Linked DNA regions of Mus musculus: all the other regions are linked to region 1. Evidence: chromatin contacts called from public HiChIP or PLAC-seq data. All regions are on one chromosome and are shown on one strand. Each heading gives the region's core, a stretch centred on a gene start, on an enhancer-like site or on the middle of the called end of the contact. The rest is flanking DNA. Distances are from core to core; before and after follow the strand shown.

The links. HiChIP or PLAC-seq counts read pairs in DNA pulled down with a chosen protein or histone mark.
Region 2: an HNF4G HiChIP or PLAC-seq map of pancreatic cancer cells shows a contact between it and region 1. The contact joins two enhancer-like sites. A contact is called at or near these places in 1 of 15 datasets of contacts at CTCF or cohesin (the NIH/3T3 cell line), 2 of 484 Hi-C or Micro-C datasets (cortical neurons and embryonic stem cells) and 2 of 115 datasets of contacts at active chromatin or transcription factors (the NIH/3T3 cell line and pancreatic cancer cells).
Region 3: a contact with region 1 is called in a FOXA1 HiChIP or PLAC-seq map of pancreatic cancer cells. The contact joins two enhancer-like sites. A contact is called at or near these places in 1 of 15 datasets of contacts at CTCF or cohesin (the NIH/3T3 cell line) and 1 of 115 datasets of contacts at active chromatin or transcription factors (pancreatic cancer cells).
Region 4: a contact with region 1 is called in a CTCF HiChIP or PLAC-seq map of the NIH/3T3 cell line, with 13 read pairs. The contact joins two enhancer-like sites. A contact is called at or near these places in 1 of 15 datasets of contacts at CTCF or cohesin (the NIH/3T3 cell line) and 1 of 484 Hi-C or Micro-C datasets (embryonic stem cells).

Annotation. Positions count from the first base shown.
Region 1 is chr10:67,609,494-67,612,193 of GRCm38.p6, reverse strand. No RefSeq gene overlaps it. Among named protein-coding and RNA genes, the nearest start is that of 4930563J15Rik, 39 kb to the right of the region's middle. Within about 2 kb of position 1,328, at least 58 of the 459 cell types and tissues checked have an H3K27ac peak or open chromatin away from gene starts, as enhancers often do. A contact at or near this core is called in the NIH/3T3 cell line and pancreatic cancer cells, where this site is marked.
Region 2 is chr10:67,844,621-67,847,449 of GRCm38.p6, reverse strand. No RefSeq gene overlaps it. Among named protein-coding and RNA genes, the nearest start is that of Gm51769, 56 kb to the right of the region's middle. Within about 2 kb of position 1,274, at least 64 of the 459 cell types and tissues checked have an H3K27ac peak or open chromatin away from gene starts, as enhancers often do. A contact at or near this core is called in pancreatic cancer cells, where this site is marked.
Region 3 is chr10:67,359,982-67,362,817 of GRCm38.p6, reverse strand. The region is part of intron 2 of Gm46230 (a long non-coding RNA gene); the gene reads right to left. Among named protein-coding and RNA genes, the nearest start is that of Gm46230, 11 kb to the right of the region's middle. Within about 2 kb of position 1,302, at least 41 of the 459 cell types and tissues checked have an H3K27ac peak or open chromatin away from gene starts, as enhancers often do. A contact at or near this core is called in the NIH/3T3 cell line and pancreatic cancer cells, where this site is marked.
Region 4 is chr10:67,746,279-67,748,978 of GRCm38.p6, reverse strand. No RefSeq gene overlaps it. Among named protein-coding and RNA genes, the nearest start is that of Gm40681, 31 kb to the left of the region's middle. Within about 2 kb of position 1,423, at least 29 of the 459 cell types and tissues checked have an H3K27ac peak or open chromatin away from gene starts, as enhancers often do. A contact at or near this core is called in the NIH/3T3 cell line, where this site is marked.

The DNA of each region.
Region 1 (2,700 bases), core at 79-2,578:
AGACTCTGAAACTGAGGGGAGGTAACTAGCCTTGTAGTAGACATACAATAGAATAAAAGGGTTACATAAGTCAGGAGCTAGTCAGGCAACAAGCTCAAGTTTATGGCCTAGGCTTTTATTTATAAATAATTAAGTCTCAGAGTCCTTATTCAGGAACTAAGGCAAGAGTAGAAGAGACTGTACTTACACCCCTGTGTATTTGATTTGCTTGTTTTTCTTGGATTTTCTTCTCCTATTGATGTGTAAGATATAAAATGCTGTTTTGAGTTCTCTGCCAGTAACAAGCATTGTAAATATCTTTCTTTAGCCTGAAGCTTATGCTTTAACTCCATGGAATCTTTGCAGGAAGCAAATGCATTATTTCAGGTTGCATAAAAAGTCTATAAACTTCTTTGTGAGTCCAGCTCCTTTTGTTGAATGGTGTTCTCCATGTACTTATGCTGCCTTTCTCAGTTTAGGCCCCAATGCTATCCAGGGCTTGGTACACACTGTGAAACAACTCTTCTCTTCTCCCATAGCCCCAAACCCCAAAGCTTAAGAGAGTCCATCCTTTCTTCACAGAGTAAGACCAGCATCCCGTGTAGTCACGGGTATATTGCTGTAGCCTTTCTGTCTCTGTGTCTCTCTCAGCACCAATGACTTTCAGGAGAGTCCCCATCCATGTCTAGAAAGGCATCATTCTTTGGCTAACGCTGAAGCCTGCACTCTGAAACAGTGCCAGTGTGGTCCCCATAGCTTGCCTGGATTCCTTCCGGCCTGTCAGCCAGAAGATCCAGAAAACAGGGGCCTCCAGAACAGCAAGAGGGAGACAGAGGTGTGCAGAAAGACCCTCAAACAGGAAACAAAAAATGTTATTTCCAATTATTCCATTTTCTTTCTAGTCTTAGCTCTAAAAGTATGTAGATTTGTTCAAGACTCAACTGCTTCAATACAAAAATGTGTCTTCATAGGAATTCTCTACTAACCAGAAGAAGAGCCAGCCTTTATTGGCATATAACTACTTGTTAACCAATTGTGCCTTATTAGGCTGTATGTACTATGTCATTTCCTTAAAAATAGAGATGGGGGGTGGAAAATGAAGGTGAGGAAGTAAAGTGATTTGTCCGAGGTCACAGCTAAATACTGGCAAAAGCCGTTTCCTCATAACTAGTACCCATTACCTTCCATGCTATAGGATGTACCACTCCGGAGTAATGTCCACACTGATAGGAGAGACAGTGAATCTTGCTTTACCACTACATTTCAACACGGGCCAGCACATTGCCAGGCACACAATAGGCTCTCTGTCAATATCTGTAGACTAGGAGGATGAGGCGCATGCCAACTGTGGGCTCTGTGGTTTGTGAGTCATGAAAGGTCTGAGTGGTTTATTTAGCTGTTGAGCAGAGAAGCACCTTCACCTCGCTTCCTCTGAAAGCCACGCCAAGCCTCTCTGCCTCTTAGCTTCAGGTGATGGACTGGGTTTTGCACTGACTGCTGTATAGCCTCTCAAAATGTCCCTGTAGGATTGAGGTTGGTGAGGCAAGGCTCACCGGGCTTAGTGTCTGCAGCATGTCCAGCCCCTAGAGCCATCGACCTCTTACGTCCCAGATATTTCAGTATCTGGGCTTTTGCTTTTTCCGAGAGCCACCAGCAGCAGCCCTCCCTCCTCATGAGGCCGTGGTGCTAAATCTGAAAATTGTTTTGTTGCTCAGCTCCACAGAGATTACTGCTGCTATGGGGATTCCCAGACAGCCCAGAGCCCCTTGCTGATGAGTGGAGTTCCCCGTCATGAGAAGTGAATGGGTCATGGAACTCACTGGTCTCTGGTGGGCTGTCTGCATCATGACATCTTACCCAAAGAATTGTTGGGCTATTTGAGGGAATAAGAAGGAATGATATGCAAGGGAGGAGGTTATACTGTGTTGGGTGCTGGTTGAGGGAGGAATGTGTCTCTCCTTAGACCTCACAGTTTTAAATGGACTGATCAATAAAGGTCTCCTGGCAGGCTGACCTAATCTACAGCCTCTTGGGATAAAAGAGTTTATCCTCTCTGAATCAAGGTCAGCCTCAAAGCTACTCAGGCCCTACAATAGCTCTACTCCATCAAGAAGGTAAATAAATTGCCATCTAAGAAACAACCCCAATGTGCCTTACATTCAACTCATATTATCTGCCATGGTCTTGACTTTGGCCTTGGCAACCATTATTGCTATGGACACTGATCTGAATTCTAATATGGCCACAAATTCTTAGAAGGTCTGTAGAATCCCATGCTTCTAGAACACCCCTTACCACCAGTCTTTATTGGAGTCTTTACTGTGCATTTCCCATTATCTCTAGAAACATTACCTTGTTGAGTCTTCACATGACTTGGCCTACAACCCTGTGGTCTCTTTCCATAACCCATTCAGGAGTGCAACAAGAAATGCCTAACCATGACTAGGTTCCAGACACTGATCTAGGCATTAGGATTATGTGACCAATAAGTGAAGTCCTTACTGTCAAAGCATAGCATTCAGGAGGTGAGAAAGGGAATCCACACCTAGATAAGGAGCGATTAACATCACCCCTGGACATGGTAAACTGCCCTCTGAAGACAAGGCAAAGTGAGGTCAGAGCAAGCTTTACCTCCAACAAAGGAATCAAAGAGATAGGCAGCATTCAAGGGAGAGTTAACGAGCATTGGAGGACATGGTGTGATGACCTAAGGTGAGAACA
Region 2 (2,829 bases), core at 25-2,524, 240 kb before region 1:
TGAACTCGGAAACAAAGTTGCCCAACTAAATGAGCACAGAGAACCCTAATGACAGGCAACATCACACATATGAGAGAAAATACGGAAAAATGGATCTGGGAAGGATACGGAAAAATGGATCTTAGTCACAATTTCTGACTAAGTTAAAGGTTCTTGGATACTGTTCTTGGGAAATGAAATAAATAAATGAATTTTTTTTCTTTCTAAGGAAATGCACAGTTCCCTGACATAGAGTTTATTTTACTGCATGTGTCACATGGATCTTTTCTGAAACAAACCATTCACTAGAGAAGGTTGAAGGCTATAATGCACTATGCAGATTTCCTGGCATCTCCCAGCTGGGGACAGCATCACATGACCCAGCCCATACACTTAGAGCAGAGGTTCTCAACCTTCCTAGTGCTGCACCCTTTTAATACATTTCTTCATGTTATAGTGACACCCCCAACTTAAATTATTTCAATTGCTACTTTATAACTGTAATTTTTGCTACTGTTATGAGTCATAACGTAAATTTTGGATATACAAGATATTTAGTATGTGCCCTGGGGGTCTCGACCCACAGGTTGAGAATCACCAACTTAGAGGCTTCTTCCACCCTTGACCCAGTTGAGCTGTGGTTCAAAGGGTACCCAGAAAAGACTGGCTACAAACAGACTGAGGCAGGGTAAACAATGAGTACCCCAAATACGTGAGGCACTGTGTTACCTCTTTTCCCACCTTTCCTAACCTGGTTCCCTTTCCTCTGGTATCAGGCCACTGAGTCTGACTCTTGTCACCCCTTTAAGCCATTGTTTTGCTCCTCCAGCCTCCGCCCGTTCTTGTCTCTTTGCATGAGTTGCCCAATTTGAGCTACTCATTATTAGCTTGTTTAATTTGGCCTCAAAGCCCCTCATGGCTTGGCAGAGAGGTGAAGCTTGGCTCACTCCTTCATGGGTGGACTTGTTCAGCGGAGGACCAGGGCTAGGGTCGACAGCAGTTAAAAAATAAAGTGGAAACGAGGGCAGAGGCCCCATCATCCATGCGCCACAACCCGCTGAGGCTTGGCCACCTGTCTGGAGAGCTTTGAGGCTTCCTTGCCTGGGGAGGAACAAGTCTTTTAGCTTCGTTCCCACTTCTTAATCAGAAAAGAATCCCAGGAAAAACTGCCCTTGCTTGCCATGCAGGTCTTTGGCAAAGATTCAGTGGGCGTTACCCACATTCCCCTTCTCACCACACCCCAGCTCCACAATGGCCACCATTGTCTCCCGAAGGACTTCTCTTGTGCCCGGGGAGACTGGCACAGACAACTCACTGCACCCAGCTGAGGAGTTCAGCCTCTCAGAACTGGACTCAAGCCGTTCCCAACAGCCCACGTTCCACAATGAAGGACTGTCCTGTCGTAGGTGACAGAATGAGTCACTTTCTTTCTTCACTCTGGATTAAGGATAGATACTGAACAATCAAAGTAGTACTGGCACTTAGCCCCGAGGTTTGTTTATAGGAGCCCCACTATGTGCTCTCAAGCAGCCAGGAGAAAGCCATTGTTGCTTCTGCTTTGCCAAAGCGGAAACTCAGTTCGCTGTTTATCTCAGGGGTTAGCCCAGATACTCCTTGTGTGCCAGGAAGAGTGTGTCTGTGTTACTGAGTCAGCTCCCTGAAAGCTGTTTAAGAAAGATTCAGTGATATAGGAAGAGCATAGATCCAGACAAAGAGAGAAGAAAGGAAGATATGAAGACAAAGAGAGAAGAAAGGAAGATATGAAGTTGGGAAGAGGTAGAAGGGTGAAGAATGGGTTCGATAGAGGGAAGAGTAGGGTGCATGCATATGATAAAAATACATTGCAAATATATTTAAGATTCTCAAAGAATTTATACATAATATAGGTTATTATGTATATACATATACATATGTATACATATACATATACACGCATTCATATATACATATATACACATACCTATATACAAATACATATATATACATATACACATATACATATATACATATTACATGTATACACACATACATACATATACACATATACACATTACATATATACATGCATACACACATATACCTATATATACCTATTTAATCATGTGTATATTTACACATACATATATACATATACCTATATGTAGACATATATTCACAGACATATATACACATGTACATATATATGTACATAGACATATATACATATATACCTATACACATATGTGTATATATATATTAAAAAAGAAAGCACAGGATAGAAGGAGGAAACAGTATTCTTTCAGAGATCCTTTAAAGCATAGGCTACGGGCAGGTTTGATTGGGACCCTGTGAAAGATCCAGCTCTGGACCAGGGATCAGGGAAACTACTGGAGGTTGGGAATGAGCTCTGATACTTCAAAGGGAATTAATTGCCCTCAGATAACAACATTGCAGTCTTTAATTTTTAAGACTTATTTATTTATTTGAGTATAGGGTGGGGTAAATGTGTCGATGTCAGAGGACAATTTGAAGGGGTGATTCTCTCCTCTCACCATGTGGGCTCCAGAGACAGAATCCAGGTTGTGTGAGAGGCAGCTTTGCCTGTTGAAACATCTCACCAGCTTAATAGATTTTTTTTTTAAGCTATGAAAATCTTGATGAGAGTAAGAGAGAAAATGCAATATGGAGTTACTTGGCCTGTTTGTTAGAATAACTGGATGTTGCATATCTAAAACTGTAGTGCTTGCATCTTACCCTTTCAAAAAATATGTTTGTCTCTAGAAAACGCTCCCTGAGGAATGGATCGGGACATATGTAAAGGTACTTATTTTGATGTCAAGAGCACTGAAAACATCAAAATAATTTACGTGT
Region 3 (2,836 bases), core at 53-2,552, 250 kb after region 1:
CTTTGTTTACTAACGAGGTGAATGGAGTGTTGTTCTCTCTGTTGTACGTAGCACTGCCACCAACAGGCTCTTTGCCCCTGCAGGATGACTTAACTTTGGATTTCTCCCAGATATGTGAATATCTGTTTTCCAAAGACATGGCTATGGTCAGAATTCTCATAGTTCACTATGGTAAAAGAGATCCCCACACTGTTGAGCTGTTGAGCCTGTTTAAAAAAAAAAAAAAGTGGGGCTGGCCCCAGATTAACAATAGCTACCTCCCTCCTAAGACTCCCTTATACTTTCGACATGCTCTTGCAAACTGCAAATCAAAAAAAGAAAAACTACTTTGAGATTACATCGTCTACCAGTCACCTTGGCCAAGATCAATAAAACAAATGACAGCTCATACTGTCAGGGATGTGGGGTAAGGGGAACACTCCTCCGTTGCTGTGGGAATGCAAACTTGTACAGCCACTATGGAAAGCAGTGCGCTCTGGTTCTAGGCAAGGATGGGAATAGCTCTACCTCAAGATCCAGCTAGACCACGCTTGGGCATCATCTACCCAAAGGATGCTTCATCCCACTGCAGAGAAGATGCTTGCTCAGCCATGTTCACTGCTGCTCTATGCACCATAGCCAGACACTGAGAACAGCCTTGATGCCCGTCGACTGGTTAGGCAAATGGATGAATAATAAAAATGGAAAACGAAACATTATTTGGCTGTTAAAAGAATTATGAAAATTATGGGTAAATGGATGAATGGAGCTATAAAAAAATAATCATCCTGACTGAGGTAATCCAGACCCTACAAGTCAACAGATATCCTATGTTCTCTTTTAAATGGGGATTTTAGGCGTTAAGCCTTAGGTAGGCGTTCTACAATCTGCATAACCACGGAGCTTATGTATTGAGTAAGGGGCTAGAGAGGAAGGGGAGAATTAAAGTGAGCGGAATAAAAGCTCTTCAGGCTGTCAACCCTGACATCCTCAGGGACACCGGTCCTGACAGAGATATCAACAATTTTGGCGCATTCAAGGGACAATTTCATGGGGCCCACAATTGTGTTACTCTACACGTATGTGTGTATGGCGTGTGTGCATGTATGCATGTTTGCACATGAGTGGGTAGGCAGGCACACACACAAACACACACACACACTTGTCTGTGTGTGTGTGTGTTGCTGCTATATGTGTGTTTATGTGTGTTTGTGTGTATGAGAGAGAAAGAAGAAAGAAGGAGAGAGAGACAGAGAGAGCCCTAAGCCTAATGTTGAAAGCCTCCCTGGATCTCATTCAACCCTTCACCCTGTTCACTGAGTCAGGCTTCCCCAGAGCTCACCAACATGGTTACTCTAGCCAGCCAGCTTGCTCTGGGCCTGAGGTGCCCTCTCTCCATCTTCTGAGTACTGGAATTACAAGCAGGCCGCCACATCCACCCAGCATCTATGTGGGTTCTGGGGACCCAAACTCCCAATTCTCGCTTGTACGGCACGGGCTTTATTTGCTGATCTGTCTCTTCAGCACCAGAGTGTATTACTTCAACAGATGAAATAAATTCTGTCAAAGATGGAGTGTCAGGGATGCCATTAGAATCTTTATGTGACATATTGCCCTGACCAGTCACAGGCACACCGACAGTATTGTTCCATCTGCAAAGCCCAGTGAGTATAAGCAGCACTGAATAGGGGCAGCAATTGTTCTCCTGTAATGAGGCTGTGGACTCTGTTCTTGGCGTGACTCACTCTGAGTTTATTTAGAAGTTGAGGGTGGCTCCCCGTGTTCAGACAAATTGGACAGTTTGCCACATCACCGCCATTACCACCACCTCCGATGTTGGGCTTCCTTCCAAGACATTCAGCGAGGCTCCTCAGAAAGGCACAAGCCACATGGTTCTCTCTGAGTCACGAGGAGCAAACAGCACTCAAGCCCACAGCCTGGGGTTCTCTCCACCAGACTCTCAGAGAAACCTTCATGACTTAAATTCATCCCAACAGAACGTCTTGTGTTTTACATGTATGGCATGTGTGTGGCCGTACATGTGTGCACGCTTGAGTTTATACCACGGTATGCATGCAGAGGTCAGAGTCGTTGTCTCCTTCCACCACGTGGGTCCTAGGGACCAAACTCAGGTCACTGGGCTTAGCAGCAAGCTTCCCCCTGAGCCATCTCATCAGCTCACCATGTGTGTTTGTGTGTGTGTGTGTGCGTGCGCGCGCGCGCGAGAAAGAGAGTGTATAAATCAGCTTTTCTTTATGTCTGTTTCCAAGCACAATAGTAACAGTAGAAGTGCCTCTCACATGGGATCCACACTGTGGTTTTGGAATGATTCCCTAAATAAAATTAGCCTTCTCTATTACAGCCTCTCTCCACATACACATCCTACACATTAAATATCAATCTTCAAACAGACTTTGATGCCATTTCTCTGTGTCCTCCTTACCTGCTTAAAGAACCGATGTTCATCAAAACTCGGAAGTATCTGAGATGTTCTGCCCTGGATGAATAGATAATTAGCTATAGCCCATCTGCACAGGAATGTTACCACACGTTCTGAAAGTGAAGAGTTATCAGGCTGGGGTTGACAGAACACATCTGTCATGGAAGCCCTAGAGGGACTGAGGCAGACACAGCCCGAGTTTGAGGCCAGACTGGGACCCTGCCTCCCCACCACCACCCCAGAACAAGAGCTACCAAAGAATGAAAAGATACGGAAGGGAAAGAAGCCAATCTGAAAAGCCTACAAGGCATATGGACCCAGTTACATGACATGCTGGACCGGGCAGAGCTGCAGAGAAGGAAAGAGGTCTGTCAGAGGTCAGAGTTCAGAGGGGAGGAAGGATGACCTGTAGCTACA
Region 4 (2,700 bases), core at 174-2,673, 140 kb before region 1:
ACTTGTTAGGAGCTAATGATTTTCCTTAGACAGCCTCAACCTATTTTGATGAAGCAGCCTTGGATTTCTTTGGTTTAGTTTGCGATACTCCACTGAGGACATCCCAGGGCTTACAGGCCCCATGCTTCTTCCCCTTTCTAGCCTCATGTCAGAAGTTCCTCAGGAATCCAGTTCTGAAAATCACTAGAGGGTGTGCATTGTGCGAACCCATGAGAACATACACTGTTCCCCATTCTCTGACTTACTCTCTGGTTCTTTTCTGACCAGATTACACTGAGAGTGAGTCAAGTTATTTTTTTTTCTTTTATCCAAGTCCCTGGAAGTTGGTCCGTAGCCTGGACTCACCTCGTTCCTATATAGACACGGCTAAGAGACTCATTCGAAATCTGACTCATTAGCTCAGGAGACACAGCACCGAATCCATGTTCTTTACATAAAGTGGAAATGATACTTAGCCAGCAGTGCCACAGATGGAGATCCAGCTGCATAGTAATATAATAATAAGCAGATTGCTGATGTCAGCGACTAGGGTGCTGCAGCCTGCTCAAAGCTTTTGCTACTCTAGCATCTTCTTTCATTCAAAACCTGTTGTGCTTATGTGCCCTTTGAATGACAGGTCATCTTCAAATTTCACCAAGTGCTCCCAATCCAAGATGGCTGGGGGTACTTAGGAGCTCGTGCTGAAGCTTTGCCGGGCAAGAAGCAGCTGTCACCTGAAAAAAGAGGAATAGCATGAATCCACAGATTTCCTTAGAACCCATGTCTCCAGACAGTGCCCAGACACTGGAGGAAGTCTGAAGCTTTAGAACTCACCACAGTGTAAGTGAGAGAGGGGAATTCTTCACATGCAGCCGATGAAATAATGGGTAACTGGTCTCTAGCAAATGGCCAGACATTTCCAAGAAAAGACTCAAGCGACAGCTCTCCAGTCATTACATGGAGGTACACGGGTCTCGTCGGGGGGGGGGGGGGGCTCAAGATAAATAGCATGATGACTGCACTTTGTATTTCTCCAAGTGAGCCTGTAGGGGAATCAGCTAAATGACATGAAAATGGTCATCTGTTATGGATGAGAATAATAACCCCATAAAGTCATTTTTATCCCGAGTTCAGATCCGCCTGCTTCTCTCCCCTCTCTTTCCACATGCTGTAATGGGATAAGTGGTGTTTTCAATCAGGGAGGGATGGGGGAAATTAAGAAGCTTCAGGAAAACTGTATCCCGACTTTCCAAGCCCTGTCTAGGCCAGTCTACGGTCTAGGCAGAGGCTGCCTTCCTCCTGCCTGGAGATTTCCATGGCCAGCGGAAGCAAGGCAGGGACAGCTGAAAATAATTGCCCTTGTGACCCTTTCCCAAGGAGATCCTAAGGTTGAAGGCTTGGAGACTCAGCTTGTTGCCATCCTGCCTTCATTTCTCTGGGTAAGAAGTCATGCTGAATGAATTTGTGATTCACTTCATAAACACTTGAGGGAATGGTTTCTTGCCTCCTTGAGCCATGTTTTGAAATCTGGTCTGCACCACCCTTCAAAATATAAAAGAAAAAAAATAAAGGAAAGCTTTAATAAACCAAATGACTGCTTTGCTCAACAAAGGCAAAGAGTGTCTCTATTAGTGTTCATTATGGGAGAGTCTGCCCCAGTAGGGTGTGCATGACGTAGGTATCAGCCCTGACTGACTGGGGGGCGGGTAGTTTACAGAGAGAATGACTACATTTCAAATGGTTTGAAAACATATTTATAAAGTCTAGAAATGTAAGGTGACTTTATTTATTCTGCATCTATGTGGCAAATTTATCAGATCCAACTGCTTTCCTAAGAACACCCCCTACTCACTGAAGAAACCTTCTTCATTTGAAATATGCATTCTTTCTCTTTGGAAATTCATTACATTAAAGTATATGGGAGGGGTAGGGAGAAGACCTAGTTAGCAAAGTGTTTACATTGAAAGTACAGGGACCTGAGTTTGATCCTCAAACCCCACATTAATTAGAAGGAGGAGGAGGAGGAGAGGAAGAGGAAAAGGAAGAGGAAGAAAGAGGAGGGGGAGGAGGAGAAAGAGAAGGAGAAGGAGAAGAGGAGAAGAAGAAGAAGAAGAAGAAGAAGAAGAAGAAGAAGAAGAAGAAGAAGAAGAAGAAGAAGAAGAAGAAGAAGAAGAAGAAGAAGAAGAAGAAGAAGAAGAAGGCGGCAAGTATAGGGGTGCTTGTAATGCTAGCCCAGGGGATGCAAGAGGCAGGCAGGTCCCTGTATCTCACTTGCCAGACAGTCTAACCTAAGTGGTAAGCAGGGGGCCAGTCAGAGATCCCTGGCTTAAAAAAAAGGAACAACAACAAAAGTAAGAGTGTCCTCTGGGGAATGACACCAGACATGTTTCTCTGGTCTCCATAGCCGAGCACACACACACACACACACACACACACACACACATACACATTTGTATGCATACCCAGGTGTGTGCACATACCCACATGCTCACACACATGTAACTCTACACAAACTCTATGCTATACTCACGGTATATGATTTTAGAAGAGAAATAAAAAAAGACAGAGAGCATGTATACTCTGCTTACACTGAAACTGAGCAATTGGCTTGGCCCAATCAGCTCAGTTATGAGACTCACATGGACTTTGGCCAACAAGATCTGGATGCTCTTCAAGTAAAATACCAGATGGCTCAACTAACCAGCTCTATCCACCGATATC